2 separate regions of the Drosophila melanogaster genome follow, and region 2 is linked to region 1. A link is a contact called in public Hi-C data. All regions are on one chromosome and are shown on one strand. The core of a region is the stretch at or near the end of the contact, and the rest is flanking DNA. Distances in the headings are between cores, read along the strand shown.

The links. Hi-C and Micro-C count contacts between places; a contact is called where the count stands out from the background.
Region 2: a contact with region 1 is called in a Hi-C map of the Kc167 cell line, with 2.4 times the contacts expected there. A contact is called at or near these places in 33 of 107 Hi-C or Micro-C datasets (the Clone 8 cell line, the D17-c3 cell line, the Kc167 cell line and 13 more) and 1 of 7 datasets of targeted methods (the Kc167 cell line).

What each region holds. Positions count from the first base shown.
Region 1 is chr3L:16,841,984-16,847,520 of dm6, reverse strand. CG32161 reads right to left here and starts at 1,294. Exons shown (of 1, transcript NM_168688.2): 1 at 521-1,294. The coding sequence starts at 1,224. The coding sequence ends at 538. kud (kuduk) reads left to right here and starts at 2,530. Exons shown (of 2, transcript NM_140668.3): 1 at 2,530-2,601; 2 at 2,659-2,953. The coding sequence starts at 2,660. The coding sequence ends at 2,896. Zcchc7 (Zinc finger CCHC-type containing 7) reads right to left here and starts at 2,135. Exons shown (of 6, transcript NM_140669.4): 1 at 2,012-2,135; 2 at 1,632-1,953; 3 at 1-360. The coding sequence starts at 2,020. It overlaps TSG101 (Tumor susceptibility gene 101), which reads right to left and starts at 5,227. Exons shown (of 7, transcript NM_079396.4): 1 at 4,845-5,227; 2 at 4,645-4,729; 3 at 4,489-4,554; 4 at 4,143-4,418; 5 at 3,791-4,011; 6 at 3,383-3,729; 7 at 2,936-3,314. The coding sequence starts at 4,889. The coding sequence ends at 3,128.
Region 2 is chr3L:17,032,833-17,037,887 of dm6, reverse strand. It overlaps beg (bad egg), which reads right to left and starts at 2,220. Exons shown (of 1, transcript NM_140693.3): 1 at 1,023-2,220. The coding sequence starts at 2,189. The coding sequence ends at 1,050. scaf6 (SR-related CTD associated factor 6) reads left to right here. Exons shown (of 12, transcript NM_001038939.2): 9 at 15-182; 10 at 254-568; 11 at 633-804; 12 at 858-1,029. lncRNA:CR43250 (long non-coding RNA:CR43250) reads left to right here and starts at 4,212. Exons shown (of 2, transcript NR_124964.1): 1 at 4,212-4,518; 2 at 4,736-4,769.

The sequences.
Region 1 (5,537 bases), core at 45-2,544:
CCTCGTAGGCTTCGTGATTCACTTTGGTGGATGCGTTTGGCTGCGGTTTTGGTTTTTGTACTACTGGCGCCGACTTCTTTTGCTGATTTTGGTGCTGCTTGGATTGTTGATTTTGTTGCTTAAGACTCTGCTGCTGTTTCTGTTGTGAATTTTTTTGCTCCTGAGGCTTTGCCTGTTGATTTTGCAATTGTTTTGCATGAATATTTTGCTGTTGCTTGGCCTGTGGGATTTGCTGATGTTTCGGGGGCTGGCTAGCAGTTTTCGGTTGATTGGACGTTCCCTTTTCGGGCGACAGCAATAGACTCTTGTCTTGCGGCATATCGACATCCATCGATTGTGATGAGGAACTTTCTTCAACAGCTAAGAGACAAGAACCATAAATTAAAATGTGATTCTTATATTTATTTGTATAGGCGATATGAATAAATGTGAATAGCAAATTAGCAGAAATTCTTAAGAATAAACCAAATCTTTTGATACAACCCAACATTTTCATTGACAAATTAAAAATGCAGTTTCTGAACTATAGCACCAATTTTAATACCAAAGTGGGTTAAGCATTTGACTAAGACGGGAATTGGACATGTCTTCCCCCTCGACGTCGTTCAGCCTGTAGCCTTGAAGTGTCAGATCCGACAACTGCGATTCGCTTATGTGGAAGAGGACAAACGCCTCTGCCAGCACATCGGATCGATTGGGCCACAGTAGGACTCGCACCGCTGTGCGAAACTCATCGATTGCCTCCTTGATCAGCTGCTGCGCCTCGAACAGATTGGCGAGTGGCGTCATCATTCTTTCGCCCAACTCAGACTGCTTAGCCTGCACTTTGAGAGCCTGCTCTAGTTGCCTGACCAGCCGCATGAAGACGAATCTGCGGTAACGATCTTCAAAATACTGTCGCGGCATATCAAACCGACTCATTTTCCGCTGAACCAAGGCAGAGAAGATAAAGCCATCCACACACGAGCCCAGCACACTAACGCTGGCCATCAATACGACTGCAGATAGCATGTACTCCACTAGTCGTTGGTCCAGTTCCTCGCACCAAAAAAACAGATCTCGGCCATGCCGCGCCAGTTGGTAATGGAGCAGGCAAACAATGCAGACAAGGTCGAGAGTGGCCAGGGCCAAGGTGCAATGGTTGAAATGGCCCATCCGCCTTTCGAGCACCTGCAGACCGCACCTGCCCAGGCCCAGAAAGCGACTGAGGAAGCAGGTCATCATTGGAAGGTTATGGAGAATTTTGAAAGCACGCCAACGAAATAGTTTTGAAAAGGATGAAAGCAGCCTAATGCCCAAAAGCTGGGCTGATCCCCACTGATGGAAGTAGGAAATGTTCTTGACTACTATGAAATGGGGCGGAACTAAAAGACTACAAATGAACTAGCTAAGAATACCTAAGATTATGAATCACGTTTAATTTTTTTTGTTTTGAGTTTTAAACAGTTATAGCTACAAATCGACCGATTAAATATGATTATATTTACTATGATTTAAATTACCTAATAACTTGTGAGATATTGGATCTTATTGGATCCTACCTTTTTTGGGTACATTTTTGGGTATATTTTTATGCTAGCTTATGGTTTTTATTACTTCATATATACCATTTGCCAATGGTTGCCACTCACCTGGCATTGTTTTGTTTGTGGTGGCCTGCTGTTCCTCCGCCTGCACCACCTGCCCCTCCCCCACAGCTGCCGCACCATCGATCCAGTAGCGTGGTTTCTGCATGCTGTTGTTGATCACTCGTGTTCCGCTGACGAAACGCTGTCCGGGAATGGGATGCTTCTGCTGAGGAGGCGGTGGCATGCTCCTGGCATCCTGGTCGCTGGTTGACTCCTTCGCAGGCTGATCCATGGCAGTGTGCTCTTCGAATCCATCGCTGTAGTGGATCGAGGCATATAGAATTGATTCTAGCTCGTTCAGCCGTTCGCTGTCCATCTCCTCAAGCTGCGGATTGGAATGCATTAGATCGGTAGGAATAACGGGTATTTGGGCCAACACTCACATCACTCATATTGCGCGTCTTTGTTTTCCTTTGCCTTTGATTTATTTTTCCTGCGCATTGATAAAAAGTAATATAATGAAAGAGAGCACGTTGATGGCAGTGGTGGGCAAGCTGGAGAGAGCATGTCAATCGAGGCAGTGATGACACTCTGGCTATCGGAAAATGTTGCTATCGAATAGTAAACTAAAAAATCTGACAACAGTACTTCTACTAGCTGGCAAAAAATAAATAATTTACATCAACGAACGGTTCGAATTTGGTTTAAGTTTTAAAATTAACACTTAATTATTCACTATGGCATTATAAATAAAAATGAATAATTTTCCACTCCGAGTTTTTTATCTCTCAAAATGTTAAATTAAAATTTAAAATTTACAAAAAACCAAAAAAAAAACCAAAAAAACCAAAAAAAACCAAAAAAAAATTTACAAAAAAAAAAAATTTATGATACTTCTCGTTTCGATACGTGTAAACTGGCAGTCAATTGTGGGTGCCTCCGATAACGATAACAAGAGGAGCAACCCTAGCTGCCGGGCCACGTACAATTCGCGTCGAAAAATAACAAGAAGTAATTAAAGCTAAAATTCAATGTAAGAGTGCCGCAAGTGTGTTAAACTAATAGCTTAACCGGATCATCTTATTTCTAGTATGGACGTAATGCAGCGCTACGTATCGCCCGTGAACCCGGCCGTTTTTCCCCACCTCGCCACCGTGCTTTTGGTCATCGGAACCTTCTTCACCGCCTGGTTCTTCATCTTTGTGGTGTCTCGAAAGAGCTCTAAGGAAAGCACCTTGATAAAGGAACTGCTGATTAGCCTGTGCGCCTCCATTTTCCTGGGATTCGGCATTGTTTTCCTGCTTCTAACCGTCGGTATTTACGTATGAGATAAGACACCATTCCGCATAGAAATAAACTGAAGATCTGATCGTGGGCGTTAACATACATGAGGCCTTTGTTTTATTTAGGATTATTGTTATTATAATTTCAATTTTTAAGATTCAATTTGCGCTTAAAACTTATCGAATATTTTTGATGGTAACATATAAATCGTCTGCACGTGCTCGCACTACCCCGTCGAATAAGAAATCACGGCAACTGTTGAAATCATGGCTCTTCTAGCCCGCTAGACCGGCCTTTTGTCTGCACTTCTGCATGGTGGCCCGTAGGATGAATTGTTTGCGGGATAGCTGTCGCACGTGCTTAAGAAAGGTCTCCAGATCGATGACACCTCCGCGGAGACCCTCGCCCAAGTAATATATGGCATCCTCGGTGGCCGCTTCGTCGGCATAGGCATTGAGTAACCTGCGGGTGGATAAACCATTAATTATCTAGCATGAATCTTGGAATGCGCACGCAGACATTCAACTTACTGTCGGTAAAGTGGCGCTGTGGTGGTCACCGCCTCGTCGGGGTTAATGGCCTCGGCGCTCTCAAGATCTTCAAGAGCTTTTTCCAGCTCCTGCTCCTTGTCCTTTAATATACTTATGTTCTTTTGCATATCAATATGTTCGCGCTCGAGGCGCTCTATAATGGCATCGATCTTGGCACTGCCCTCGAGCAACTCCTGCTTGGTGCGATTGAGAGTTTCGATCTCGGCCTGATACTGATTAACTTTCTCCTGAACTCGGCGGCGCAGCTTGTCGTCGATAGCGCTAATGATTGATGCTTTGATGTGCTCCTCGGTAATAGTTCCCGTGGAACTGGGATTTGAGGGATTCTGAAAAGAATAAGCTTTAAACATTAAGAAGTCGATTTTTGGATAATAATCTAAAACTTACATATCCCGCAGCTGGTGGGTACCCACCGGCGGTTGGTTGTATGAAATTCGGGTAGGCCGGATATCCGGATCCGCCAGCTGGACCAGCGGGTGTCGGGGGGTACGGTCCGACATTAGATCCCGTGGGATACGGTGGAAAGTTGCTACCACCAGCTCCGCCAGCTGTGGGATAAGGCAGAAACGAGTTGCTGCCACCAGGTGCACCAGGCTGAGGCATATAAGCTGGAGAAATGTATCATGTAACTTGTATATTAAGCAATGTGAAGTTCGTAGAAAGTTTCAAACAAATCGTAAAGTAATCAAGAAATTCTGGGATGCTAGTGAAATTGAGAACTTTGAAACTTCACACTTACAGTTCGTGGGATATGGGGCTGCGATTTGTTCCTTAGGCTTTGAGTACACCGGCGGATGATCTCCGAAGGTAACGATCATCACCTGGATGAGGGAGAGAAGGTCGGAGGAGTGCGGCTGCCAGTCGTGCAAGTAAGGCAGATATACCTTGCCATTATGATCCACATACATCGATACCTTTATCTGCATGGTGGGAGTGGGTTTGACAAAACACATGGGTGCATTCTGGGGATGAGTGTCCATCAACCAAATACAAATAGGAATGTAGTAAGTGTTATCTGGTAGAAAGGGAAATATACATGTCATTATCTCGTGCTATCAATGGGCTTTTATAATAAAATGAATTACTTTTGTAGACGACGGGAATAGTGCCCTGTATGGTGAACAATTCCTTGGAACTGCCATCGTTGAACACTAAAAGCAGAGAATAATGTATAAATAATAGATACACTTACATAAATAAGCGCTTTGCCAGGTGGGATGCTTTTATCAGCTGATGCTTACCGAACCTCTGCAGGTCGTAGGTCAAGCTGCGGAACGATGTGACTACGTCCACAACGTCCTTCTTGGTGGCAGCCACGTACTTATACTGAAATGAAATCCATCATATCGTTAATTTCGTAGCGTGCAAAAGAAAGGAAAAATTCAGAAGAGCAAAATTTCGAAGAATGGGCGTATTGTGATGACTCATAGACGGGTCTTACCTTCGATAGGTACTTTGTTATTTGTGTCTCCTCAACCGCAGGCATTGTGCTTGGCAAACCAGATCGGCTTCAATTGAAATCCTCTTGAAATTTTGATAGAATTTTAACTTTTGTCGTTGTGTTCGAAGGGATTTAGTTGAATGAAAACAACAAATTTGTCGTACAGTGTGGCCAACGCTTTTCTCCCTGGTATTTCAAACAACGCCTTTGATAAATGTGGATATCTACTTGACAGAAAACGGGTCACATTGGTAGGCACTATGTTGTGGAGAATTAGCTTTTACAAGTTTTTTTTAAGTTGCACTTATTACATGTAACAACACCCTTTAAAAGTTTTTTTATTCACGTTGTTTCTCTTTCAAGCTCTCGATTCAAACTACTCCATCTCGATCACACTTTGGTTTGTTCTTAAGACTATACAATTAATTCTATCGATATTAATGTTACCTAGTATTTCTTTTTTATACCCCGTTTACACTTAATATTTTATATTTTTACACAGTTTACATACAAGATAATTCGAAATACAAGTTTCGATTAGAGCTTAAACCTACCACTGATATACTAAAACACAAGATTTTGGTATTGTTTTTTTTAAAGACCAGCGTTGCCAAGCTACGTTTTTTAACGGTAAGAAAGAATTTAAATGTAGTTAAGACATTGAAGAAAAATACGTATTTAAGACGTATTATT
Region 2 (5,055 bases), core at 971-3,470, 190 kb before region 1:
GGCTTATCTTGCAGTGAGGGTTGGGAGAAGCTTGGTCTCTATGAGTACTATAAGGTGAAGAATGCGGCGCGAAAGCAAAAAGAAGAGGAAATCAAGGACGGCATTCGAGAAAAGTCGCGGTCGCCAAGTCCGATTGTGCTCGAGAAACCCCTACCCAAAAAGAGCAACAAGCGAGTTTATCGGTGAGTGTTGGTTTTCCATCAAAAATTTTCACACAAAAACTAGAAATATTTGCACTTATTTTCTTGCGCAGATCCAAGAGTCGCAGTCGCTCCCGCTCAAAAACGCCGCCCCATCGAGATAGATCGTTGTCTCGCTCCCGATCCCGCTCGCGATCCATGGAGCGCTCTTTAACGCCGCCACCGATGAATCGGAGCAGGTTGGGCGGTGGTAACAACCGCAAGGGTCGCAATCGATCTCCTCGCCACGAACGGGACAACAACAGCGGCAGCACAAATACCAGAGAGGGCCGTGGTGATCGTGGCAATTCCAATAGCCGAGACAATGGCAACAGCACCAACCTAAGACGAGTGGACCGCGACAGATCTCTAACACCTCCGAGCTTTCTGTAAATCATGGCTATAGTACAATTTCATGACAGTCGGACCAATGAGCTATCTTTGTTTTTCCAGGGGAAGCACATTTGCCAAGCCAGCGGATTTCATCGAGGAATCGAACAAGGGCCACCAAATGCTCATGAAAATGGGTTGGGCGGGCACGGGAACTGGACTGGGCTCAAAGAATCAAGGCATCGACACGCCCATTTCGGGAGGCGAGGTGCGCGATCGTCGAGAGATGTACAAGGTGAAGTGGCAAGAGTGCGCAAGAAAGGACAACTTATAATTTTCTATCCACAGGGAGTGGGCGCTAATATGCACGATCCCTTCGAGAGCTTTCGGAAGAACAAAGGAGCTGCCTTCGCGCACCGGATGCGATCGCGAGACGACAAGAGTTAGGATCTGCCAACGGTCATAACTTCCCAGTTTTTTGTTTCCTTTAGCCCAGAAAATATACATTTTTATAAAAGCGAACTGAATTTTTATACAAGATTAGGCTATAACATTAAAGCTGGATTGAGCGGCCTTGGCATTTACTTTTTCCAGGACCTGGACCAGGCCCTTGCCAGGACCGCATTCGAAGGTGCGTGGAAAGTCGACGCCCTGCTTGCGCTCGTACATCTCGTGGAGAGTCTGCTCCCACTTGACGGGCCTCACGATTTGCTTGGGCAGCTGCGTTAGGATGTGCTTGGCATGGCGATAGGGTTTGCCATCCACATTGGAGTACACTCTAATGACGGGGTCCTGAAGTCGCACCGTTTTCAGGGCTTTGGTAAATGGCTCCACGGCGCTTTGCATTAGAGGAGTGTGAAAGGCGCCACTGACAGCCAATCTCTTCATCCGCCGGATTTTGAAGGACTTGGCATTTTGTTCCAGGAACTCCAGGGCCTCTACGTTGCCGGCCACTACCTTGCAGTGCGGATACATGTAGTTGGCGATGCCACAGTAGGGCGACTCCACTCCTTTGTCCAGACACCATTGCTGCGCACGAGCGCAGGCCTCTCCCAGATTGGTATCCGGTCCGTAGAGAGTCATCGCCATGGCTCCGGCTGCCTGGTCACATGCCGCCTGCATGGCGGTGGCCCGCACCTGCACCAATCGCAATGCCTTGTCGAAAGGCAGGGCATCCGCGTACACCAATGCGGTAATCTCGCCCAAACTAAAGCCTGCGGCAGCTACACACGTTTCAATGGCCTTGGGTCGCTCCTCACGCAACTGCTCCAGTGCTGCCAGCGAGGATACCATCACAGCCAGCTGAGCGTGCTCCGTGCGATTCAGTTTCTCACGTGGTCCCTCCAGGCAGATCTTGAGCAGATCGTATTTCAGCACCTCGTTGGCCAGCTCGAAGATGCGACGGGCGCCCGGGAACCGGAGCAGGTCTTTGGCCATGCCCACGTACTGGGTGCCCTGACCGGGAAAGAGCATCACACTTGTTTCCTTGGGATCGATGGCGGGCCGGCCTTTCTGTTCCAGCGGCTCAGAAAGCTCGTTGAGCAGTTGCTGCCGCTTCTCCGCGTTCTGCAAAAGGGCGGAGGTTTCTGTTGTGGCCTTCGCGGCATCGCTGCTCCAGCGGGACCAGCTTAGGGCACCGGTAATCCGCGGTGATCGTAGTAATCTGCGGGCGGCCAACATTTTTGTTGAAGGAGTTCGCGGCATAACATAACAGCTGATTGGAGCAGAGAAAAGTAGATCATATCGATAACTGTAATGCGGCCATCGATAGCTTTAGTACTTCGATGATTTTAGTACAATTGTATTTTGAATTTTGGCGGCTTATGCTCAAAAACAATATGATCTTAAGAAATGGAAAACATTCAGTGCATTGTGATAATCGACACTTTATTGTAAATCTTAATTATTAAAGTCAACATGCTATATACGCTATTAAGTGGTTCAAGTATTTACTATTAACTTTAAATAAATCCAATGGCCAATTGGAATTGGTAAAAAGATCAAAATTCCCAGGTATTTTATTTCCCCAGACATCTTAGTCATGGTCTGCGGTCTTTTTCCACTATTTATAGCCAAACTTGATTTATGTTGCTAGGCTCTTATTTAGTCGTTGATGGTCATGACGAAATAATGTTGGTTGTTTATTCATGAGTCACTGACTACATAGAAACTGAGCCAAGTTTTTAGTTGAGTACAGAGTAACAAAGTTACTGTGCTTAGTAACATTTCATTTAAGATACTATTTTAAAATATTAATAATTTTTTTTTTTTTTGGTGTAGCCTTTTATTTATTATTTAAAATCTGTCCTAGTGGACAATAATTAAATTTTATGGAGGGAAACATTAACGTAAGGGGAGTACATCGAGTGTACTTGGGTAGGGGAATATTAATAATGACAATATTTTTCTGAAGAAAATTTGGAAGCTAAGTTACGACTTTTCGTTTCATTTGCATTGTATTCTATAATTTACGTTTTCTAAAGTCAGACCTTAAATATCTATGAAAATTTAAAGAAATAATAGCTCTTTATATGTTTAAATTCAAAGACATAAGATTAAAACCCTGCCAAGACAAAAGAGTATTTTTTGGCCATGTGCTATTCGGAACCCCCGAAATAAGAGTTTCTAATTTGAAATGCGATCCCAGCAAGGCAATCGCAGAGTTTTTTGAACCCAGGGCAAAAGAATAACCCTCCGGCAGGCCGAAAGAATTGGCTGCGGAAGATGATGAGGATAGGGAAGGATGGGGATGGTGATTGGGATGGCAAAGGTGAACGACAAAGCCGCCGGCAAAGTCAGACACCGGAGATGACGTGACGCACCACTTTCGCCCTCAGTTCAAGGAACACATCTCGGGCATCAAAACAAAAACACTAGCTCACACGCTCTGCCAGCGGTCCTGCCAGTGTCCCTTGTCCATCCGCCCATGGTCCGATGCGATCTTCCCAGAAGACGGAGCGACATTCCCAGCTCTTTTCTTGTTGCCAAGGAAAGGACCCACCAGATATGTGTACCAATGCTCGTCTAGACTGCACGAATATCAGATCGTCGATGGACCGGCGATTCTATTAGAAGCAGAACCTGTTTGCGGTTCATACTCCGTTGGGTTCTGTTGTATTTCGGCTGTTTTTTTTTTCTTTTCTTTCTGCCCAATTTTTTTTGTTTTTTTTTTCTTTGATAATGAGTCGTGAATTTGATGCCCAGGTAGGGGCATTCGACGGAGATCGTTGACATGGCGCAAGTGGCGCGATTCTTTAGATCAGGTTGTGAAATTGTATTTATGAATGAGAGTGCCCGTGGCGAACCAATTAATGCCGCATACCAGCAAGAGTTCCACCGAACCACAACGGCCAGCGCACACATTCCGAACCCAAGTCGGTGTTCCCAGAACGTGCCCGTTACCGTTATGCGTTGCCGATCGGATCGACGAGCGCGAGAATGCACATTCCGAAGGATACGTGCGAAATGCGGGAGAAAATGCAACTGCGCAGCAGCATTGCGCATACGCCACGAGGGCCGGCTAACATTTCCGCATGCGGGAATGCAACGAAAGCGAAAAGCAAGTGGCAAAAAAAAAGAAAACAGCATAACCAAAACGAATGTGGAAACGAAACCGAAACCAAATCCGAACCGAATCGGAATCGGAATCAGAAACGTAACAATCTGAACCCATAAAAAGTCGGCCGAAAGTGTGCATTGACCGAGAGAGCGGCTAAAAATATCCGAAAAAGAACGTAACACAAACGATCTGATAAAATAAGAACGCACGATGATGACGCCCGATCCAGAACAACCGTTAAGTGCTCCACCCCAAATGATGCTGCAACAGGGTGAGCGAAAGAGAGGGCGAGCCCGATACCGAAAGAGACAGAGGCAGAGCCGAACAGAAACGACAGTGAAAGTTCTACACTTTCGCTTTTTCACAGAACCCTGCTATCATACGAAAAGCAGCAATCGTAGAGATAGAAACCTTTGGAAATACAATACATAGTACATCAGCAAATGTGCGGTAACTTTATATATTATTTCTATATAAATCTGAATGTTTAACAACAATTTCGCTGGCCTTCCATTTTTTATTCACAACATAATACAATTTTTTTTTTTTAATGAATTCATTTTTTTAGACTTTGAACGAAATGCCCCCTATATGAACATTAAACTTTACTGTTTATTGGTTTCTGCAACCAGTTTTTTAAGAATGTTATGTTATCATTTAATTTCAGGTTGAATAAAACACCATGAGGTCCATTGGAATATTATTCAATGCAAAAATTTCTTAAGCTTTCAAATGTCTTAGCTTTCCATTGCTCAACGAACCTGTCATTCTAGACTCTTTACTTATAGTAAACAGTAGTACTTTGCCACTGAAAAAGATGGTAAAGGCATTTGGATCATTTTTTAGCATGCTAAATGATGAGTGAGTCTGGTACAAAGTATGATTTAACAAATGATTACCGCATTAAAGCTAATCACTGTTGTTTTTCTCGACTTTCAATGGGAAACGCCAGTCAACAATTTCAATTTTACAGTTCTTCAAATTCTA